Regions from separate parts of the Zea mays genome. Here region 1 is linked to region 2. The links are chromatin contacts, called in public Hi-C maps. All regions are on one chromosome and are shown on one strand. The core of a region is the stretch at or near the end of the contact, and the rest is flanking DNA. Distances in the headings are between cores, read along the strand shown. Region 1 holds the start of LOC103643660 (factor of DNA methylation 1). Region 2 holds the start of LOC100382177.

Evidence for each region. Hi-C and Micro-C count contacts between places; a contact is called where the count stands out from the background.
Region 1: a Hi-C map of ear shows a contact between it and region 2, with 5 times the contacts expected there. The contact joins the promoter of LOC103643660 here to the promoter of LOC100382177 in region 2. A contact is called at or near these places in 2 of 25 Hi-C or Micro-C datasets (ear and tassel).

Annotation. Positions count from the first base shown.
Region 1 is chr1:254,171,676-254,179,010 of Zm-B73-REFERENCE-NAM-5.0, reverse strand. It overlaps LOC103643660 (factor of DNA methylation 1), which reads right to left and starts at 3,030. Exons shown (of 7, transcript XM_020546804.3): 1 at 2,632-3,030; 2 at 1,036-1,929; 3 at 661-839; 4 at 443-532; 5 at 90-374; 6 at 1-3. The coding sequence starts at 2,842. It overlaps LOC100193634 (60S ribosomal protein L24-2), which reads right to left and starts at 6,456. Exons shown (of 6, transcript NM_001138733.2): 1 at 6,380-6,456; 2 at 5,631-5,669; 3 at 5,378-5,453; 4 at 5,195-5,296; 5 at 4,478-4,626; 6 at 3,940-4,309. The coding sequence starts at 5,641. The coding sequence ends at 4,162.
Region 2 is chr1:253,985,267-253,992,033 of Zm-B73-REFERENCE-NAM-5.0, reverse strand. LOC100382177 reads left to right here and starts at 2,534. Exons shown (of 2, transcript NM_001174937.1): 1 at 2,534-3,356; 2 at 5,545-6,258. The coding sequence starts at 2,655. The coding sequence ends at 6,168.

The sequences.
Region 1 (7,335 bases), core at 1,781-4,280, 190 kb before region 2:
GTCCTACATAGCAAGTAAATTGTGCTCAGAGAAAGAAAAAAAAGGAACAATTGACTGAAGAAGCTGAGTCGCTAGTATAGAGCTTATACAGTAGTCAGTTCTTTCTTGGCTTCTTCCAGCTCATCATTGGTTCTTCGTTGCTTAATAATAAGGGTCTGGTTTATAGAATCAATATGATCCATTTCTTCATCTTTCTCTTTCAGTGCTTCATGCAACTTATCGAGCATTTCCTTCGATTTTGCATCTTCCTTTCCCATATGCTTCCATACCTCAAGATTCCCCCTCAACTGTTCTCTTTCCAGTTCAAGTTTTTGTTTGGAAGCCAACTGCATTTCTAAATCATATAGCATCTTCCTGACATTTTCTTTCTCTTGCTGCAGTTTTTTGCCAGTTAGAAGGAATTTTCACCATATAAATGCACAAAATAGTGGGAATGCAATACCTCTTGTTCCTTTACAAGTTTTAAGAACTTCTCATCTTCTTCCTTCTTCTTTAGGGTTGCTAAATCGAGAAGCCTGTTCTCCTTTGCAATCTGTAAGAGCATTTAATAGCATACATATGAACAAATATACTATTGAATAAGAAACAGATGAAAGCTTTGTGATAAAACCAGGAAATCAGGAACATCCAACAGTATTGAAAAACATAACGAGGACCTACCTCTTCTTTTGCCGCTTCAAGCTTTTCTCTGTTAGTACTGTTCATAACCAACTTCTCAAGTTCCTCGTGTCTCCTGCCAATTTCTTTTTTCTTGGTTTCCAGTTCTTTATGCAATCTAATATTGTCATTAATTATTTTCCAAGAATTTCGACGAGCATCTTTCTGCATATTTAGTATCCCTGGTGATCAAAGGAGCAAAACAAACTCAGCAATTTCAGAGAACACATGACCACAATATGCTGCATCCAAGTATATTTAGCCATTCAGATTTTGTGTTCCAAATTTCCACATAAAGAAAACATGTAATACAATTCAGTAATTAGTATTCTATATATGATGTAAAAACGAGTGCAAGACCAAAATATCTGTACATACTTTCATTGTGCTCTTCAACCAATCGATCATTCTCCTCCAACATCCTATCAAGTTTCATTGCATTCTGATTGTTCTTCAGCTCCAGTTCACTCATATGTTTATTTGTTGCGTCAATTTGGCGAGCATAATGAGCTACACGCTCGCCAGTTTCTTTCAGACCCTCTCGTTCCAGGTCACCAACACTTCTAAGATTTCCATTTTTCCTTAGATACTCCCCAATTGGCTCAGGTGAGTTGTAATCATCTGTTTTTGCAAGCCATCCATAAAGGTCGTCCTTTCTGCAATTTCTTTTTTTCCAATCAGGCTTACTGTACTGCTCGAGTACAAAATGATTTTCAAAAGCCATTGCATCCTTAAATCCACTCCAATCCTTAGCAAACTTGACGATAGCGCAAAACTGTTGGTTCTTTCCATCCCTAAGGGTTGTGGCTTGGAGGGGTCTGAACCGCGAGAACTGTGCTGTTAGCCTTTCTTCACTTTCCCTGGAACATTCTTTGCCTTTGAACTCACACTGCAAATTAACCACAATGCCCATCCATGGCCACACAAAGATCTCTTCATCCTTTGGAGTTTTTGGCTTGTAGGGAACAATTTGCAATGGTTGCTCCAACGTGCTGGCTATATCCTTCTCCAAGAACATAGCAAGCCCCAGGTGTGATGCCTTCACCTTGGCGCTGCGCTTAGAAGCAGCCCCTATTCCTGTGGCATGCTGCAGTAGATCCTTTAGGTTGTAGTCCTGCCTCTTCTTGCCAGGGCAGAAAGGGCAGCGGAAGGCCTCACCACGCTTCACGTTCAATTTCCCTGCTCGGAGTTGGGCACAAATCTCCTCCTTGTGCTCAGCAATATCTGAATCGCTAATGTCTGAATCTTCTGCAGAGCTATGTTCCATTGGAACTGGAGAAATGGGACAAAATCCTATGGGTGAACACATGGAAAAGCGGGCGGCATTACCTACTGACTAAACAATAGTAACTGACAAATATAACACTGTCAGCTGGACATCAAATGAAACATTACTGTAGGAAGTTTGCAACTGGATCCAGCAACATTAGGGAGCAATTTCATTTTCTTCTTAGACCAATCAACTTCCTACTTCTTTGTACGGTGTAGATTTTGGTGATTTGGACATCACATCATTTACCGGATTAAAAAAGTTGCTTAACTGCTCAGAATGTGGGGAATCTTACACGTATCTCCCACTCATCAAATGGTGAATCCGCGCTGTCTAGCGCTAAAAATATCAGTTCAGTTTGAAGGATGACAGCAGAATCTATGTACAACGAGTGATTTGGAGACTTATTCATAAACCGTATTTCTACAAGAGACTTGGTCCCATCCCATTTTCGATTCCGGATGCACACTAGTCCCATTTCCGAATCATTCTTTTGGAAACAAGTGAAACGCAGATTCAAGGTGTCGAGTCACTTGGGTACTCACCGGACCAGGAAAGGAGACGATACTTTTTTTTGCAAAACGATCGAAGTTATTAGCCATAATACATGCATATATGCACTTGTAATTAGATCAATGGTAAGTTAGGGTTTGAGTACTCGGTTTCGAACAGCAGAAAAGGAAAGACCAATGGGCTGGGCGTACCTGGTGGTGCTCCTCGCCGGCGTACGGGCCGAACAAGAGCTGGGCACCTGGCACCTGCCGTAGGCGTAGGGCGGCAGCGACCTAGACACCTGGCGTAGTCGTAGTAGAGACTAGAGAAAGACTGGCTATCCGCACTTATATTACTCTGACATGTTTGGTTCGGTGTGAACCAGGGATGAGATAAGATCAACCTTGAATTGACATTGTCCATTATTTTTTGAGTGCTGGCTCCATCCACTATTTTTTAAAAATATTGCTTGAATCTAACTTTGGACCTTCAAACCAAACACATGTCAAGTTAAAATGATCACATCTCATCTATTTTCATTCTTTCTCGTCCCTACATCCAAACACTACCTAAATTTCTATCCTGACAAAATTATTTTGGCCTTGTCATTAAAATTCTCTATTCTATATCACAATCATCTATAGTCATGTTTACTCTCTATATTAACTTTATACCAACTATCATATGTTATATCACTTCTTTTCGATTCTTTTTTATTTCCTACTCAACTAACTCCTAGTGTCGCATTTGTCTACAGTTGGCCCTCTCTCGTTTGCAGTACGCACTCTTGGAATGGCGTTGTTGGTGGCCTCCTTTAATTTACAGTGCTTGGGGAATTACACCGCTGCAGCACTTTCCTACTACATATTTAACTCTATGTTCGGTGGCCCACATGACGCTGGATTGAGAAATTCAGTAGCCTTGGGAGAAATTGCTCAACACCGCTACTGAATTTCTACCAACGCTACTGAATTTGGATTTGATAAAGGGGCGCTCTATCAATTTAGTAAATTCGGGAACAAATCCATCGTTTTGATATCGAAGATCTATAGAGTACTGTAGAGCTGCTGGAGGAAAAAAATTTCATCTGATTTTTTATAAATCTCTAAAATAGTCGCTAAGCTCTTGTGCAGTCGCTGAGTCCTCACTTTATGTTACCAGCTATCCAAACGGCAGTTTTTCCAATAGCAGATGTGGAATGCTCCGGACCTTTATTTCAATGGTTTTCGTTCTAAAACCTGACATTCCAAACAGCTTATTACTCTTATCTCTCGTTTCAAACTCAATGCATCATAGCCTAAGCGGAGGGACCATCTTCGATCTAGATGCAGCAGTGTCTATACCGGGCATGGAGACGAGCATACCCCACGGCAGAATAGACCGTTTCTGCCGGCATGGAGACGAGCCAGGTCCAGAGCCCCCAACCAAACATCCTATAGCAGATCATTCGGTTTCACTGAGGCACCAGCACCGAGCCAGGATGGCGCGGGCATATCAGCCTTGTCTAACCAAACACAGCTGAGAAACAAAGCAAACCATCATCCAAGCTGAGGAAAGCATATGAACATTTCACCCAATATAAAGATAAATAAACTCAACTCTCTTGAGATGGAACTCAAAACCCACAAACAACTCTGAAAGAAAATGCAAAATTAACCGAGGTACTACAAAAGTGGCGTTGGTGCAACAAGGTGGGCTATGGAGGAGCAATTGCAAGGTCAAGGAACGACACTTAGGTTCTTTCAGCGCTTGCCACCGCCACCACCCAACTTGGGGCCCTTGGAACCCTTCTGGACCGCTCCCTTCGTCTGTGCCTTCTGGGACTTGGTCACCTCAGCCTTTTTCGCCTTCTTCTCATCCTTGGTCTTCTTGATGCGCTCCTTGATCTCACTGCAAAGGTGTCAGTGGGTGTTCAAATGAGCCTGATATCAAGCATCTGTATCTATTGTGTTTCTGTTAAATGTCACTCAGAGATTTTGTTGGTTAGGCCAACAGACAGTTACCACTGTCATAGGCACAAATGATGGCTTTATTTTATTATAAAATCGACAAGCATACCGAAGAGCAGCTTCTCTAGCAGCATCGCGGACCTCGGGCTTCTCAGCCCTCTTCTTCTGGATCACCTCTAGGGAAGCACCCACAATGGACCTCGAGTATGGCTTCTTGGTGGCGCGGCGCCTCTTCTTGACAGCCTCAGCATGGATATCCTACAGACAGAAATGGCTAATACATGTAAAAGGTTCTAGACTTTTAGCGCCATAATAAGTGTGGCGAGAGTAATTGTTGTTGCAAAGATTTATTCAGATGTCATGCATCAGATAGATGGATACAGAGGCAATGATGAAGGATTATATAACAAAGCATGCAAAAATCACATGATTCAGAAGACAGCTAACTATATTGGCTAACATCAAATGTACATTAACACTGCTAGGTAAGCTAGTTAATGTTATACATCTGCATCTGCATATAAATACAGAAGTTAACATATTAATCACAATCCAGAATGGTGATAAATTATACAAAGCGAAGGTTTACTGTAATCCTGGTCTTAGCTTAATATGACTTGAAAAATCATTAAAATCATTTCATTCAAGAAAACATTAAATTCAACAACTATCAAACTTTGAGTATATCATCTCATCTCTACCCAGATGGTTGAAATATTTAGCTCATACAAGAAAAGCTGTAGCTAATATATAACCAAAAAAGCATGGAATCACAAGAGAAGTGAATGGATGACATTCTTAAAGTTGACTGGGAAATATCACATACCTTCTTGTGCTGCTTCCTGTACATTGCTGTCCAGGTAAGCTTTGCAGGCTTCAGGCGGTTGTGGAAGTAGCGCTTGCATTTTGAGTTGGCAAAAAGGAAAACCTATAAAACATATGTAGTTTCTTTCCATAAGAAGATTTTATAATCTTAGACATCTCTTACAAAAATATGATAGCTAGTAACCTGAGAATCAGCACGGATAAATCGGATGCCTTTCCCAGGATAAATCTTCTGGCCGCTGAAGCGGCAGAGTTCTGTCCTGCAAGGATATGATCATACTTAGAACAATTTTGAGATCAGTAACTCTTGCTAATAACATTTCTTAGAATAGTCATTAATCAGTCACATAAAATATCCTAATCATGCAGAAAAGGAAAGGCATTGACTAACCAGATCTAATAATATTTCAATTGCAATAAAAGATGCAGAAACTTACTTCAGCACCATCTTCTCAGCTTCAAGAAACCTTCACCAACTACATATTTTACATCAAACAAAGAAAGAAAATCAGAATTGATGATTTGTATGGTTGATGATGCAACTAAGTACAAAACCTGAGAGGTCAGTAACAATGTATTAAGCAACAAGTTAAGTTTGCAGCCACACGAATAACAGGATTAGACAGGCAGCAGAAACCAGGTTAGTTTACAGCCACACAAATACCAGGATTTTACAGGCAGCAGAAACACAACCAAGAGTAAATTCCTGCTGCAACAGTTCAATCCTCGTGCATCTCGCACATTAATGAAATTGGCAACTATGCAACGCCAAAACACATAGCAACCAAGTGAATGGGCATTCAATTCGAAAGGGTGACACAAACATCTAAATGACCAATATAATTCAAAATTAGATTTAGCTGTCTGGTGACTACTGGCAGCAGAAACACAGAACAAATCTCTGCTGCAAAGCGGGTTCCCTGATCCATATAGCACAACGAAAAGTAAGGCAACCATTGCAACAGCTATATCGACACGGTACATGTGCCGATGTTTATCTAGCTGGCCAACAGTGACTAGACCTAAACAACTACAGGTGCAACAAATAAAACCATCAAATGACCGAAACCAGATCACGAAAATGGAATTAGGGACGGTTCTAGCGATAACCGTACGAGATAAGGCGAGCGCAACAGCTAGTCTAAGGCAGAAACAAAGGGAAAGAAGGTTTCGACGGTTGCAACACCTTCCGAGCAGAGGCGCGGAGCTGCAGACGGCCGCCAGGCGACGTTGGCGGCGGTGGAGGAAGGAGGAGAGTGTTTTGTGGCTCCGCTAGGGTTTGGCCATTTATAGTAGCTCATGCGTGGGCCGACTGACTGGGCTCGGATAAGCTGCGAAGTAGCTGCTTTTGAGCCCAAAATTCCATTGTGAGCTTTAGCCATAACGTTCAATCGATGGGCCTTTTTCGGCAAAATTAGCAAAAAAAAAAAGGTCATTTCTACCTTAATGAACTACTAGGTCAGTGCCCGTGCGTTGCAACAGAGTCCTATAATATCTCGATAACTTATATATACAAATGTGTTATGCAGTTATGAGATAAAGGATGACATTCGCGAGCTGTCCGGGATGACATCGAAGAGAAATTCGGGTCTGTGATGTACGGACACTCACCTAGTAGTGTATTATATAAGATAGGTCAGTGCTCGTGCATTGCACCTAGTTGTGAATGAACTGGAACTGAGTGAAAAAATAAAAAGAAAAATGATATCCAATTAAATTGTTTATACTGCATGTTTTAGTCATCGCCTGATTAAGCATCCACTTGAAGCCAATAGCAGTAGTGCACTCATTCTTGGAATCACCTCCTCTCCTCAGCAGCTGATACACACACAAAGAATTTGGCTAGGGCTGAATCACCCATCTACCAGTTAGCACGGTCGCTCGTACTACCAGAGCAATGCCGAGGGGTATGCCAATGAAGTAGTAGCATCCGACGTTGATGTAGGCAACGATTGCTTGCCACCTGCGGCCAACGCCCACTCCATCAGCCGTTGTCAAGTGAGCAAAAAGCTCAGTACCAGTAGTAGTGGGAAGAACACAACAAATGCATTACTGAAGGCGGATAAGTCTGTTCTCCAGTGAACTAACTTATGTAAAAACTGTAGTGACACTTGGATTAGACCTATGACCTATGGTTTAATA
Region 2 (6,767 bases), core at 1,285-3,784:
ATCCCTAATTGTGTGTGAGCATGTTCTGTACGTGGAGTTCTATACTGCACGTGCAAATGGTACAAAAAAATTGATGTACAAAAATGTTATGGCAAAAGATATGTTCAATGTCAAAAAATGGCACGGTTAAAAAAATCTATTAAGAAAACCACTTTAAGACCGTTCGGTTCTTAGAGAACCATTGACTAGTACCATTTATAACCGGATTATTTATCTAATTTATATGAGATTTGATCAGCTAGAATAATATCTAGATAGATTCCTCGAAAAAACGAACAAGGCCTTAATATGCTTTTGGTGTTACACATGAAAAAAAATTAGAGCATCTCCAACAAAATATTTTAAAATAGTGTCCCAAAAATTAAAATTCTACAACACTTAACATATTTAGGGCACTAAAACAAACTGTCAACAGTTATGCCCTAAATCATGTATTTTGGGAAGTAAACTATACTGTTCGGAAAAAATATCGAGAATGATGAAAAAAGAATGATATGACACTAACATGAGGTATAGTATATTTGAGTCACTTTATGGTGTGCCCTATATTTTTTTGGAATAAATTTACATAAACCTCTTATCTTTAGTGTGTGGTCTACTTTACATCATAATATTCAAAACTGATTGTTTAACCCTGTCAGCTTTACAAACAAGACAAATTGCCACTAGACATTTTTAGTTGGTGGTTTTGATAACTTGCCACTGATTTAAGTGACAATAGTTTTGCCTTTTTCAATTATATCATTTAATAGTATCCAAAACTGATATAATTTTAAAAACAGTAATTAGATATTATGTCTGCCCATGTTTTTCTGAAATTTTAGGAGTAACAGATTAATTACTAAAAATTAAAAACTAAATAAGAAACTTAATATTTTTTCTCTGATTTATTTCTTATCTTGTGAGGCTATTTTTTTACTAAAGATAAATAGTACTATAACTAAACTGCTAATTGTTTGTTGATTTTATTAAACAAGTTAAGTATTCTTTCTTCTAACTACTAACTAAATCAATTTTACATTTATTTTTTATAAACACTTAACAAACAATAATAAAATAATATCCAATTGTTACATAAACTTTCTCTCACCTAAAATAACATATAAAATATTTCTATATTTTTTCGAGAACTTTATATAGGTTTAAATTTAATATTCTCTGAAAATTCTAGAAATATTTGTATATATTAGTTTAGTTAAGAAAAGGTCTTTGTAAAAATTGGATATCATTTTATTACTGTTTGCTAAGTGTTTCTAAAAAGACAAATGGAAAATTAATTTAGTTAGTATTATAAGAAAGACTACTTAACTTGATTAATAAAATCAACAAAAATTCCAGTTGTTTTAATAGTGTTATTTAGCTTTAGTAAAAATTTTAGTCTCAGAAGATAAAAAATGAATCGAAGAAAAAAAATATTAAGTTCTTTTTATATAATTTTTTCTTTTTATCAATTAAGTTGTTACTTATAAAATTTTAGAAAAAATAGGGCATATATAATATCTAATTACTTGTTTTTGTGTAAAATTATTTAAATTTTGAATATTATTAGATGAAAGAATTAAAAAAGACAAAACTGTTGTCACTTAAGTGAATGTCATGTCATTAAAACCAACAACTAAAACTGTACAATGGTTATTTATCTGGTTTTGCAAAGCTGAGAGGATTAAACAATTGATTTTGAAGATGGGGTAAAGTAGACCACACTAAATATCATGGGTTATGTAAACTTATTCCTATATTTTTCTGACAAAAACCTATAAAATAGAGCACGGTTAGAGCTATTTTTTATAATTAGAGTCCTATTTTTAAAAATAGGATACTGATTCAAACTTTACCACGGCTTTGTCTATTTCATTGGGCTATATCTATATCTTACCCTAGTTCAAACTTTATAAAAACTCACTCAACCAAATTACTTCGCACTCATAACTTCCAATAAATTTACCAAATAAATTGTACCCAGCTGTAACACAATAATAATTAATGGTTTAGATCGTTGTATAATCTCATCTTCCTTTCTTACTTAAATTTAATAAATAATATTATTTGAATTATCTCTCAACTCTTACTCTTTCCTACGATCTCGATACCATCAATCCCTTCCCTTCTCTCTTCTCGCTAGATTCGTAACGTTAGTACGTGATATATAATAGTATAGCGGTCTCGTCATCCGTATACATACAAACAAATACTGAATTGTTATCTTGGAGGCTCGCGCGAGGCATGCGCAAAAATAAATACCCTCCTTGAGACACTAGGTCAAAGGATTTTAGTATCTTACCGGTGGTGTAGTAGAATAGTACTCATCAATAGTACAATAAGTACAAGGACATTATTGTTCTTATTTTGCATCCGATGGCGCCGGTGTGTATATATGTGTGTCGTCTCCCGCTTCGTCGACGACACGCTGCAAACTTGTCCCATCCCTAGCAACAAAAAAAGAAAAGAAAATGGACATCAAGATCCCGTTGATTGTGGTAGCCTTCGTTATTCTCCTCCTCCTCTGCAGCAGGCTCATCAGGGGCTACACGAAGCCATCATCAGCGGCAGCGCTTCGCCTGCCATCAGGGCCATGGCAGCTGCCGCTCATCGGCAGCCTGCACCACCTCCTGCTGTCGCGCTTCAGCGACCTGCCCCACCGGGCGCTGCGCGAGATGTCCGGAACCTACGGGCCGCTCATGATGCTCCGCTTCGGCGCCGTGCCCACGCTGGTGGTCTCCTCCGCCGAGGCCGCCAGGGAGGTGATGAGGACGCACGACCTCGCCTTCTGCGACCGCAGCCTGACCGTCACCTTCGACACCATCAGCTGTGGGGGCAAGGACCTCATCTTCTCCCCCTACAACGCCCACTGGCGCGAGCTCCGCAAGCTGTGCATGCTCGAGCTCTTCAGCCAGCGCCGCGTGCTCACGTTCCGGGGCATCCGGGAGCAGGAGGTGGCGCACCTCCTGCGCTCCGTCTCCGGGGAGTCCGCCGACGGCCGGCCCGTCAACCTCAGCGAGGGGATCTGCCGCATGATCAACGACATCGCCGCGCGCACGGTCGTCGGCAACCGGTGTAAGTACCGGGACGAGTACATGCGCGAGCTGGACGAAGTGGTGCGGCTGGCCGGCGGGTTCAACCTGGCGGACCTGTACCCGTCCTCGCGGCTGGTGCGCCGGTTCAGCGCCGCCGCGAGGGACGCCAGGAGGTGCCAGAGGAACATGTACCGCATCATCCAGAGCATCATCGAGGAGCGTGAAGCCATGCCGACGCCGGAGCGTGACGAGGAGGACCTTCTCGCTGTCCTCTTGAGGCTGCAGAAAGAAGGTGGCCTGCAGTTTGCTCTCACCAACGAGATAGTCAGCGCCGTCATTTTCGTAAGATTGGCTTACTTTAATTACGTTAAACACACGACACTTATTCAAAAACTCAAGGCATATTATGTTTCCTTCTTTAAACTAACCTGTTCTAATTTAATTAGCATCACACATGCAAACAAAAAAAATTAAAACAGTAAACATTAGTAACTCATGTTTAACACCTATATACAACAATGAAAAAATAAAAATAACTATCCTTTTCCTATAAAATATTTTGATTTATTTCCGACCGCAATATGGATACTTTATTTATGTTTATACGGTACGATCGTGAATATATATATATATATATGAAGCTCCCGACTTCTAAATTGTACTGAAAGTTCTGACCGACCACCCTTGTGATCTGGTTGGACCATACTGGCGCGTGCAACAGGTCAAACCTCTCCCTTGCGCGTTAGTCAAACTCCCGGTCCAACATCGCAATATGGATACTTTAATTACGTTTATACTGTACGATCACGAAGATATATATACATATATAGTTGGTATATTAGAAGCATTGAGCTACCAATAGTTAGAGAAAGCCCTGATCGATCACTCCTGCGACCTGACTGGATCAAGCCGACGTGTCCACCCACACCCCAAGTCAGGCTATCGGGTGCGCCCCCACTATATGTCTGTGTACATAAAATTTAGGAAAGCATGCATGAGTAAAACATGTTTCCCTGCATGCGCGTAAATTTAGGAAAAAATGTATGATAATTTCTATTTTTAAATGTTTTATTTTCTCCATAAATATAGGATCGTTGCAACAGCTATGCAACTAGACTCGTCAGGACCAGTTTATGATATATACTTATACTAATATTCTACACTGTGTAGATATTTATGCAATTCGGTACACTGCGTAAAAATCTGATATCATTAACTATTACACAAAAACCTCGTCATGTGCAAGTTTAACGGATCCTCATGGGGAACAGGGTTGGAGAATACTTCCCTGTCCCATTTACCCATCGGGGGAGAATTTTCCCCCGATTACAACCCTGTGGGGGAAGAAACTTCGCCATCCACATTCCCTAGTGAAAGAATTCCCTGTAGGGAATCGAGGATCGAGCCCCGTTGCCATATCTAGTCACTTTTCTAACCTTAGGCATGGAAAACGGTTACAACCGACACAATGAATCAAACATACCCTAAGTGAGAGTTTCTTCCTTTGTGCGTTGTCTTTCCAGTGAGCGCAAAAAGGAAAATAAAAATGCAAAAATAAATGTGGTGTTGGGGTTCAAACCATCGACCCCCTCCACGCTCGGGTTCTAACCACTAGAGCTCACAATCATTTATATTCAACAAAAAATAGATATCGTAAATATTCTAAATTTAGAAACCATAGTAAAGACTATCGTAAATATTCTAAATTTAGAAACAATAGTAAAGACAACCCACTAGACTTGAGACATGTCCTTGGTCGATGAGCAAGGATGATTCCTAGAACTTGGGGCTTTGAGAGGAGTGGTCCTGCCACGGTGCGCCTTAAATCCAGTCTCTTAAGGTGTGACCCTTGAGCGCATTTTAGCAGCATTCGGGGTATGGCCTCCTAGGCGCCGGCAACTATATATAGCTTAAGTCATGGTCTATCTTATTGCAAAGCGTTTGATGAGACATCTTAGATCTAGATCTTGACTTTTATAAGTTTTAATTTTGTTAGTTCGTTGCTATAAATTTTTCGTCCTCTATGAGGTTAAGTCTATCACGTGCTTATCTTTTAGATAGAGCTCTTGTATTTTATAAAAAAAAATTAGGTCATAAAATACATTCTTACTTCCTTCTTTTCATGTTACAAGTCCTTCTGTTTTTTCCTAAGTACATGATTTTTATGTATCTAGATATAGTCAATATCTATGTGCATAGCGAAAATATTATACCAATAAAAACAAAAAATGACTTATTATTTGAAGTATTTACTAAGTTATAGTCTAAGCTTGCACCAGAACACTCAAAATTATGTCAACGATAAAGTTTGAGGTAATCTAGGAGTGCATAGGTGGGTAGTTTATATTATACACGCATTTAGGGGGTCACTTATATGTTTTTTGAAATGATATACATGTATATTTTGTAGAAAATAGAATAGGTTCAATAGTTTATCGATGTTGAATACAGCCTACTAAATTGCTGTTTAAATCTTTTAGTTTTTTTTTGTTTTCCGATTTGTAATTTCTAAGCCTATACTGTACTGCAGGATATTTTCTCAGCTGGGAGTGAGACGTCGTCAACCGTTCTAATCTGGACGATGTCGGAGCTAGTGAAGCATCCGCGGGTGATGCGCAAGGCCCAGTCCGAGGTGAGGGAGGCCTTCAAGGGACAAGACAAGGTAACCGAAGGCGATCTGGGCAAGCTGGAATACCTACGGCTGGTGGTCAAGGAGGCTCTACGGCTGCACGCTCCGGTGCCACTCCTGCTGCCCCGGGAATGCCGCGAGCCGTGCCGGGTGCTGGGCTACGACGTGCCCAAGGGGACCAAGGTGTTCGTGAACGCCTGGGCGATCGCCAGGGACGGGAGGCTGTGGCGCGACGGCGAGGAGTTCAGGCCGGAGAGGTTCCAGGGCAGCGGCGTCGATTTCAGGGGCAACGACATGGAGTTCATACCGTTCGGGGCAGGCAGGAGGATCTGCCCCGGCATCACGCTCGGGCTGGCCAACCTGGAGCTGGCGCTCGCGAGCCTTCTCTACCATTTTGACTGGGATCTGCCCGGTGGCGCTAGGTTGGAGGAGCTCGATATGGCAGAGGCCTTTGGGATAACGCTGAGGAGGAAGTCCGCGTTGTGGGTCAAGGCCAAACCTTACGGGAATTTTATGCCAAATTAATCAGGTGACTTGTGATGTGAACGAGAGATTATTGGTCTGTTTAGTGGCTGTTGTATCAATTTCTGACAACAAATATATATGCTTAGTGTGTATGAGCTATGCTTCTGTTATATTGTTTCGTCACTCTGCATTAAGTGTAGCTATCTGTTTTTGTATGATTAAACGATTATTATTCTAGTGAGAGTACATGAATGAAGTGAGATTGGTTATATCCCATCGCGTTGTATGCTACTATTGATTTCCCCGTACCGCGTTTGAATCCCTTCAATTTAAAAGAATTGAAATTTATTTTTATTTAGTTTCTAATTTAACATTCCATTACTTTTTAAAAGTTTAGATATAAACATATCTCAAGTTTGTAGGATGAGAGATAAAAATTAATTTTATATATCACTAGTTTATAAACTCTACAACTTATAACACGCTCTTCGTTTCGCTTCCCTATAGTAAAAAATGTAGCACATAAATATATTTCCTCGTATAACCAAAAACATTATACAAATATATTCCATATAAAACCATATTAGCTTAATTGATCTAAGCTTAAATTATGAATTCCATTCCAAGGTACTTTAATAGGAGTATATCCTCTATCGATC